3 separate regions of the Drosophila melanogaster genome follow, and all the other regions are linked to region 3. The links are chromatin contacts, called in public ChIA-PET and Hi-C maps. All regions are on one chromosome and are shown on one strand. Each heading gives the region's core, a stretch centred on a gene start, on an enhancer-like site or on the middle of the called end of the contact. The rest is flanking DNA. Distances are from core to core; before and after follow the strand shown. Region 1 holds the start of CG11902. Region 2 holds the start of CG31098. Region 3 holds the start of CG4553.

Evidence for each region. Hi-C and Micro-C count contacts between places; a contact is called where the count stands out from the background. ChIA-PET counts read pairs in DNA pulled down with a chosen protein or histone mark.
Region 1: a contact with region 3 is called in a Hi-C map of the Kc167 cell line, with 3 times the contacts expected there. The contact joins the promoter of CG11902 here to the promoter of CG4553 in region 3. A contact is called at or near these places in 17 of 107 Hi-C or Micro-C datasets (the Clone 8 cell line, the D17-c3 cell line, the Kc167 cell line and 7 more) and 4 of 6 datasets of contacts at active chromatin or transcription factors (the Kc167 cell line and the S2 cell line).
Region 2: an RNA polymerase II ChIA-PET map of the Kc167 cell line shows a contact between it and region 3, with 5 times the contacts expected there. The contact joins the promoter of CG31098 here to the promoter of CG4553 in region 3. A contact is called at or near these places in 3 of 107 Hi-C or Micro-C datasets (the Clone 8 cell line, the Kc167 cell line and the S2 cell line) and 1 of 6 datasets of contacts at active chromatin or transcription factors (the Kc167 cell line).

What each region holds. Positions count from the first base shown.
Region 1 is chr3R:25,333,625-25,336,548 of dm6, forward strand. It overlaps CG11902, which reads left to right and starts at 1,633. Exons shown (of 5, transcript NM_143132.4): 1 at 1,633-1,904; 2 at 1,979-2,292; 3 at 2,347-2,427; 4 at 2,479-2,924. The coding sequence starts at 1,776. It overlaps CG10669, which reads right to left and starts at 1,619. Exons shown (of 6, transcript NM_001170257.2): 1 at 1,404-1,619; 2 at 824-1,326; 3 at 523-768; 4 at 1-349. The coding sequence starts at 1,523.
Region 2 is chr3R:25,291,572-25,294,378 of dm6, forward strand. It overlaps CG31098, which reads right to left and starts at 1,406. Exons shown (of 3, transcript NM_170212.3): 1 at 457-1,406; 2 at 177-393; 3 at 1-118. The coding sequence starts at 1,299. CG31102 reads right to left here. Exons shown (of 4, transcript NM_170213.3): 2 at 2,777-2,807; 3 at 2,337-2,700; 4 at 1,887-2,280. The coding sequence ends at 2,087.
Region 3 is chr3R:25,475,626-25,478,364 of dm6, forward strand. CG4553 reads right to left here and starts at 1,290. Exons shown (of 1, transcript NM_143139.2): 1 at 11-1,290. The coding sequence starts at 1,228. The coding sequence ends at 137. Vps33B (Vacuolar protein sorting 33B) reads left to right here. Exons shown (of 4, transcript NM_143138.3): 4 at 1-131. It overlaps MED28 (Mediator complex subunit 28), which reads left to right and starts at 1,378. Exons shown (of 1, transcript NM_143140.1): 1 at 1,378-2,120. The coding sequence starts at 1,477. The coding sequence ends at 2,046. XNP (XNP,) reads right to left here. Exons shown (of 4, transcript NM_170228.3): 4 at 2,243-2,739. The coding sequence ends at 2,631.

The sequences.
Region 1 (2,924 bases), core at 383-2,882, 140 kb before region 3:
ATCAGTGGGATGGTTCTGTAGATGATTCCTAAGCTCCCGTAGTTTAGTAAACCGTCGCAAGCATATCATGCACTTGATTTCCTTGGCTCCGTTTGGCTCGCTGCGATGAAAGTCGAACCCGTCGACTCTTCGGTTGATCCTAGAAGGTTTCGCAGTTGGTGCACTTGCCGAGGCGGATGTGGAGGCCAGAGGCCGATCGTCTTCGTCATCCGACTGCTTGTATGACTCCTTGTCTAGGTGCTCTTTGTGCTTGTGCTTGATCAAGCTGACAATGTACTTGTACGATTTACTACACTGATCGCAATTGTAGTAGCTATCTTCACCACTGTGGCCATCCTCATCGGAGAGTCTGCAAAAAAGAATAGTGCAAATATCAATTAGGTAAATGGACTAGCAATCAAGCGGGCAGATGGCAATTATTAGACACATTTTGCGATACAAAAGATTTCCGTTTTGGATTTTACTATGGAATTGATGTGATATTTGTGGCACCCGCATAATGAATAATGACATTAATCTTACACCACTGCCTTGATGATGCTGTGTACCAGGGAGTCGTTGTTGGTTCTGCTTTGATTAGTGGATGTTTCAGAGATGGATGCTGGACTGTATGGATTGGCATCTTCGGCCAAAGTTGACGGCATCTTTCGCCCGGAATTATTCGACAGGAGACTGGATCCGTGCTCTTTGTGTTTGTGCTTCACCAGCGCCATCACGTACTTGTAGGTTTTATCGCACAGATCGCACTTGTAATAGTCTTCTTCATAACTATCAATAAAAAACTTTTAGATGGCTATCTAGCTAGCATAAAGTTGTTTCATACTCCTCTCCGTTCTTGCCCAGAATTCCGTGGTCCCTCTGCTTGTGACGATACAGATTGGTGACATATCTGAAGACCTTGTTGCACAGCTCGCAAACATTTTCCTTCGTCGTGTCAGAGCCGCAGACCGAGGCTGCTATCTTACGTTGACGCAGAGGCACATCATCCAGGTCTTCATCGGAATCGCTAAAGTGTACAATACTCCGTTTGACAATGCGCGGGCGCACTAAAGGATCTGCCTTGGGCGCCTGTTGCGTTGAAGCCAGTTCCTCCGTCTTGATGGTCACGCCTTCAATCTCAAACAGGTGGATGGGTGTCTCACGCAGGCATTCCAAGGCCGCAGTGCCCTCCATCTCGTCATCCCCATTCAAAGAATCCCCGATTTTCTGCAGCCACAGCTCGTGTGTTCGACGTGCCTGCAGCACAAAATCGTAGGTGCTCTCCAGCTTCTCGGCACACGCGTAGCACAGCCACTGTGGGAACTTCTCAGCTTGCGCCATGACCACCTTTTAGTACCATTTAAATAAAGTAAATTAATATAGATGAGGGCACCAATTGAATGACAAAAGGACAATTCACCCACCTCGATTCGCGTTAGCTCGACCAGCAGCTGGACGAAGGTCTTCTCCGCGTACTTCTCCACGGGCGTTTCAATCCAGTAGCGTCCGTCGTCGCAGCCACACACTCTGCACGTCCTGGTCATCTCCTAACGCATTTATTTTACTTTTTTTATAACCAAGTTAAAGAGCAAAAAGTGTCAGTTTAGCCAACTGAAAAAACAGCTGAGTGAGTAGTGCTGAAAAACGCGGATTGCATTGTGAAACAGCTGATTGCATAAACATCGGTCACACTCAAAAGGGCTCTTGTTGCATTTATAAGTTTAATTTGTTTTTCAGTGATTTTCATAAACATTCTAGTTGAAAATCATGAGCTAAGCGAGCTCACTACGGAAAAAATGCTTCCGTCGGACGTGTGCCGCACCTGTGCGGTGCAGAACAGCCAATTGCTGCCCTTGTCCACTTGCCTGGACAAAGACTCCTCCAAAAGCTACTATGCGGTGCTCCAGGAATTGACGCAAATCGATGTGAGTCTGTTAACAGAACTTGGTCTTAGAACATACCTTCCTAACCTTGTAACAATCCTGATCCTTAAACCCAGCTGGAAAACACCGATGACAACCTGCCGCAACATATATGCAGCGAGTGCTGGAGACGAATGGAAAGTGCCTATACCTTTGTGCAACAGGCCAGAAAAGTCCATGGAGAGCTGCTGGCTCAGTTGAGGGAATGTCTAGACGAATTGCCCATCGATATTCCTGCGGAACAGAACATAAAAACGGAAGTAGACCTCGATGATGGCGGTAACAAGTCCGAAGTGGAAGTGGACGACACCGAAGCGACGGCTTTGGAACTTAAGTGGCAGCCGGCGAGTGGCAGCGATCGGGAATTTTGTTCTGGTCCGGAAAGCGATGAGTAAGTGTTCTTCAAACTTACCGTCTTTACAATATAACATTAATTTCCTTAAAGAGATCAAGTGGAAAAGAAGTCGTATCATCTACGTCGAAGCTCTCGAAAAGTAAAGCATCCAGTGGAAAGCGAAAACGAGGAGTAAGTCTAATATAATAGCACTATAAGCCCTAATCTTTTTGTCCCTCCTAGATGTAAGCCATCTGAACCATCGCCGGTTAAGCGCCGTCGAGGACGCCCACCTGGTCCAGCGAAAAGCCAGGCGATGACCACGGATGGCCGGCACGCATGTGAGGTTTGCGGAAAGACATTCTCCTGGTACCGCGACATGCAGCGCCACGCCAGGATCCACTTCGAGAACGCTTCATACGTGTGCGACACCTGTGGCAAGGGATTCCTGCGCAAGGACAAGTACATATTTCATCTCCGATGCCACAAGAAGCGAGAGGCCAAATGGAAGGCTCTCCAGCTCGGGAAAGAGTGGCGTTTTGCTGAGCGCCTCTATAGCTCAGGAAAGTTAAAAAGAATCGAGTGCAAGCTATGCGGGTTGAGCTGCCAGCGAATGGAGGAGCTTAGAGCTCACCTATGGGATCACGCAGATACGGAGACCTTAGTCAACTTGAGAACGGATAGTGACG
Region 2 (2,807 bases), core at 156-2,655, 180 kb before region 3:
ACATTTTCCCGGCGGAAACGATCACCGCTCTCAGTGCGTGAGTTCAGATCCTCAAGGTTTTCGAAACCAGCTCCCTCCCTGAAGATCAGTGGAGTCAGGCAAGTGGCGCCAATGACACCTATAATGGTGGAGTCATTATGAAAACCAATATAGATAAATGGTGATGATGATCATACCCATAAGACTGGTCTTGATCAACTCGATGTGGATTTCTTTAAGAGTTGGAATGTGTCCCTGGTAGTTTAGCTTCTCCAGGGTCTGCTGAAGCACTCTCTGGTATTCCCTCACAATGTACTTATAGTGGACCTTACGAACATTCTCGTTCAAGGATCCGTAGAGGAAGTAATTGAGATCAATGGTTGGGGATCCCACATAGGCCAACTGAAAGTCCAACTAGTGAACGAAGAGATAAATTAACGTGGATTTCGAATGGATTCTCGTCTATGAATGACATACTGTGACCACATCGTCTGGCTCCTTGGTCTCGTTGTTGATGTGGAACAAGAGATTGTTGATCCACAGATCGGTGAGGTTGAAGACCCGGAAATCCTTGCCTGTGCTCTCAAACATGGTCAGCGCTCTTTGCAGGACATTCTCGGCCAGGTTGAACATCTTCTCGGTGATCTCCTCGTAGCCCTTCCAGTGAGCCACTTCCTCGGCCACGCAGCGAATGTTGACGGGGAAGAAGGTGAGGAAGTCACGACGGTCCGGATTCCTCGAAATGGGCGCCTCGTCGAAGAACTCCAGCACCTCGGGGCTATCCTGGGCGATAAGGGCGCTGCAAGCGTGCAGCTTGGCGACCTTCTCGATGGTGGGCAGTACGTAGTCCAGATTCAGCAGTCGACCGCGTTCGAAGTTCTCGAAGCCGGACAGCTGCATGTCCTCCAGAATCAGGAATGGCTCCGGCGATTCCGTGGTGTAGTAGCACGTAGGTGCAATTTTCGTTTGATCTCCAATGGATTGGAGCAAGGCTTGAATACGTGGAAGCACCTCCTTGTAAGCCAGAATCTCACGCTTGAAGAGCTTACTCCTGTGGGCCACAGCACCTGTTTGTCCCTTGGGATGATCCTTCACAATCACTGAAAACTTGCCTTTGGGTGCAGTGCCCCTCTGAAGATTGAAACTGGCCCGATGCATTTCGCTGGCAAATCCCGCCGCCTGGTCGCCCACTTGGGCGCTCTTTACTATCAACTCGGTGACTGCCAGCTGCTCTTCCTTGAAGTGTTCCTTCAGCACATCCTGCAGGAATTCGGCGGTGAGCCATTCCGGAGCCTGGTAGTTCTTGCTGCCGGTTCCCATTGTATTTTCTTCTTTTTTTCTCAAGTCACCTGACCGCACCGAATAAAAATAACAGAGAGCTGAGTAGCAACTTACGCTGGGGGCTATCGAATCAAGAATGTGGGGCAAAACATGTGACGGGCTGGGAGAAAGATAGAGCTTCTGTAAAGCTCTCTCTGTTGTTAGCTTTGCGCTGGCTTATCAGCTGATTTATGTATATATAATATTATTTATATGTACATGTGGAATCTATGGCGGCAATGAAACCGGTTTATTGAGCAGTGTGGAACTTGTGCCCGATAACAACAAATAAAAGTGGAAAAACAGAGATACATATATATTTAACGTACTTGTTAGTGATGTTTTACTGTTTTCCTTGGGGAACAAATAAAATGTGATCTGAATACAGGCAACTGTTGTGATAAGCTTTAATGACTTGGCATTTATCTAATGTATTTATTCTATAGGTATATATTCTATATTCTATAGATTTATACATATTCTATGCCAGTTAGAGGATTTTCTTCAGAACTTCAGAAATGCATTAGCACATTTTCTACAAGTTATCAACTTCAGAAAATTATTTCAATAAACAAATAGATTTGTTTATCTGCTGAAACTATGCTGTTTACTATATTTGTTTTGATAGTTGAAAACATATTAAATTATGATGTAAAAGAAGTTACAGTCCAAACGGGATAAAGTATGTAAAATATATATATATATCGATCTACTTGTATACATTTTTAGTCTTTAATACAAATTCATATACTTAATTTCGGTTTTAACAGTAATGACTTGAACCGCTTCAAAAGTCTAGAATACCACGCCGAAGTAGAAAGGGGAATATGCTGAGCGCAGAGCGGACGTAGAGTGGATTTGTGTACACCTTGGACCGGAAGCGATCTCCTTCCTCTCCCGGCTGCGTAAGCTTCACCAAGCTAGCTTCCGTATCCGGTGGCAGCAAAATGAACACAAGGTGCGTGAAGGTGGTAAAGTAGCCTGATAAAAGAGTTTTGTATCATTTATATATAGTGATCGTCTAGTTAAATTCTTACCCCAAAATCCATACTTGATCATGCTCATATGCAGCTCCCTTAGCATTGGTATTCGTTCGCTGTATTTTAGGATCTTTAGGCAGCGCACTAGGTGTGTGTGGTATATCCTGATGAAGTAGTCAAAGTATTGTATTCGTATACTATGCCGTGCCGAACATATGATGAGTTCCCAAAGATCCTGAGCCGGACTACCCCACTTGCACAGTTGGAAGTCCACGAAACGCACCTGGTTGATATCACCAGTTTGAGTATAGCTTAGCATTATGTTGCTGGACCAAAAATCACCGTGATTTAGAACTTTAAACTCCTGCGGATTGTTGTTAAAGCAGCTGGCGTAGGATTGCACAAATTGATCGGCCGTGGGCTTGAATACATCATCAAATCGATGTTATTGAATGTTAAGATATTTATTAGATTGTTTAACTTACAATGCGACTCACATACTGTTCGTGATCGGCCAGACCCCAACTG
Region 3 (2,739 bases), core at 40-2,539:
CTAAGAATCTGTGTATCAAATGTTTTATATATTTTTATACAAAACAATGATGACAAAGCTTGTGATTAACAATTTTCGAAATTTACAATTTAAACAATGCTCTTTTCGAATAAATATTACCTAAAAGTGGCATTTGCTATTTATCACCACTGGCTCTGGTCATTCCAGGCACTCGGTAGAGCAGCTCTCCATCGTCATCGTAATAGGCATCCTCCACCCGGTAAGTGGCTCCTTGGCGATGCAGTTTCCGGGGAATAACAATGCGTGTTTTCACCTGGGTTATTTCATACTTGCGCTGATCCGCGGCACTGATCACAATCTCGCTGCTCGCAAACTTGGGCACGAAACTGGGCAGGAATCCGGTGCCACTGGGATTCTCGATGGGCCGCTTCATTTCCTCTGGAACTGCGGGCGCAGACTCAACGAGCTGCAATTCCTTAAGCTCCTGCAGCCGCATCTTCTTTTTATTACGGATTTTGTCCAACAAATAGGTTTCATCTTCGGCAGCAGAGGGTGGAGCTTCATAGCCGGATGGGATTTGTGGTGTAGGCATCTCCTCTGTTGTTTTACTACTGCTGCCCAGCAGTTTGCGGAATTCGTTGCCTTGCGGAGTCGGTAGTTGTGATTTTGTGGGCCAATCCTGGATTTTAAGCTCCCGCAGATCCTGCCACCTTCGCTCGGCGAATTTCTGCAGATGCTGGAGAAGAGACGGTGGGATACTGAAGTCACCCTTTCCCGTCCCTAAAAGCTGCCAGTTTTTAATGACGGTTTCATCGTGGGAGCGTATCCTTTGCACACTTCTCGGTCGCCACTTGGCCCGCAGAATTTTCTGCACAATGTCCGGAGTGGCGGGAAAACTTTCGGCCAATCGCTCAACGCTCCATTCCTCGGGATCTCGCTCGTGCAGCAGGCGCATCTGCTCCTTTTCGGCATGAAGCAAGAGATTGGGCAACTTGGCGTCTCGGAAATACTTGTGCTTTATCATAAACTGACGGATGCGGTCGCGATGCTGCTGCTGCTCCCTCTCGTACTGCCGATGGGTCTTCTGCACGTCCATGAAATCCGACTCCAGATCGGCGTAATCCTCGCTAGCTTCGCTGCTCTTTTCCGGGTGCTCCTGCAGCTGCTCCAGCTGGTAACCTAGTCCAGGATTTGCGCGACGAGGAGCTCTCGCCAACAGACAGGAGCGAGCAGTGTGCAGGCCGCGTTGGATCATGCGGGCAGTCATCTTGGTGAACAATTTTAAGTCATTTAAACTTTTTGTTTACATAAACAGCCGCATGCAAACCGCGATTAAGGCTATCGATATATAGCGCTTATCGTCTTCTAATTCATTATCGATAAGTCGTCGGTATAGCACTTTACAAAACGTAACAACCCTCCCGAAATTGTGTTGCTGATTTTTTTGTTGTTTCCGCTGAACCGGCGAAGTTATTTGTATTTAATTGTTTATTCGACTTCCAAGCTCACGAAATCATGGCCAGCAATGAGTCCGGCGGCGGTAACCTGATGGACGAGTTCGAGGAGGCCTTCCAGTCGTGCCTGCTGACGCTGACCAAACAGGAGCCGAATTCCGGGACAAACAAGGAGGAAATCGATCTGGAGGTACAGAAGACCACAAATCGCTTCATAGACGTCGCCCGCCAAATGGAGGCGTTCTTCCTGCAGAAGCGTTTTCTCGTCTCCACGCTGAAGCCCTACATGCTGATCAAGGACGAGAATCAGGACCTGAGCATCGAGATTCAACGCAAGGAGGCACTCCTGCAGAAGCACTACAATCGCCTGGAGGAGTGGAAGGCCTGCCTATCGGACATCCAACAGGGCGTACACAGTCGCCCCACGCCGCCCATCGGCTCTGGAATGCTGCAAGGTCCCGGTGGCGGAATGCCACCCATGGGAGGTACACCGCCGCGACCGGGAATGATGCCCGGAATGCCTCCGGGTGCAATGCAACCCGGCGGACCCATGCAGCCCAGTCCACACATGCTGCAGGCACAGCAGATGCAGCAGCTCCGCATGATAAGCAGACAAATGCCACCCAAATGAAACAGGAATGCATTCCTTTTAGCTTGTAATCTTGTATAGACCTGGATTAGTTAAATAAACCGATTTGATTATATATCACGAACGTTTTTATAATCCTTATATAGTTCGTTTCTTACTCATAGTTTTGATGATTAATAGTTTTCCTTCCCATATCTGCAAAACATTCACTTTTGAGGAGAAAAATCGTTACGCATTTATTATAATATCTGTGCCATTTATTTTTGTTATCTTTATGTCGCGTGTTAAATAATTGTAATTCTGCTTGTCCTAGCCGGATACGCAGAATTGTTTGTATATAGCCATGATCTATATCGTGTAAATATGTATTTAAATCATATGCTGTATATTTTGTTGTTTTTACTTGTATCTAATGTAAGTCTACACATGAATTAGGACAGTTTCGAACTTAACTGAGTTGACGAAAAAATAATCTTATGCGCTCGGTTATGGGTAATTGGTAATTGTAATTAGATAGGATAAACCACATTTGTAACTTTAGTCCACAGGAAATATCGACAAAGTCGACGAATTACCTACGATTAAATTAAAGGGTGTAACCACGGCATTGGTTCGATTCGGGTATTTTAGTCGATCTCGTATACCTTATCCGGTTCAAAGCCCGGAGCAGGTGCTGCCGGTGGCCCATGTGCCACCGATCCGCCCGCCATTGGCGGAACACCACCAGTGCCCTGG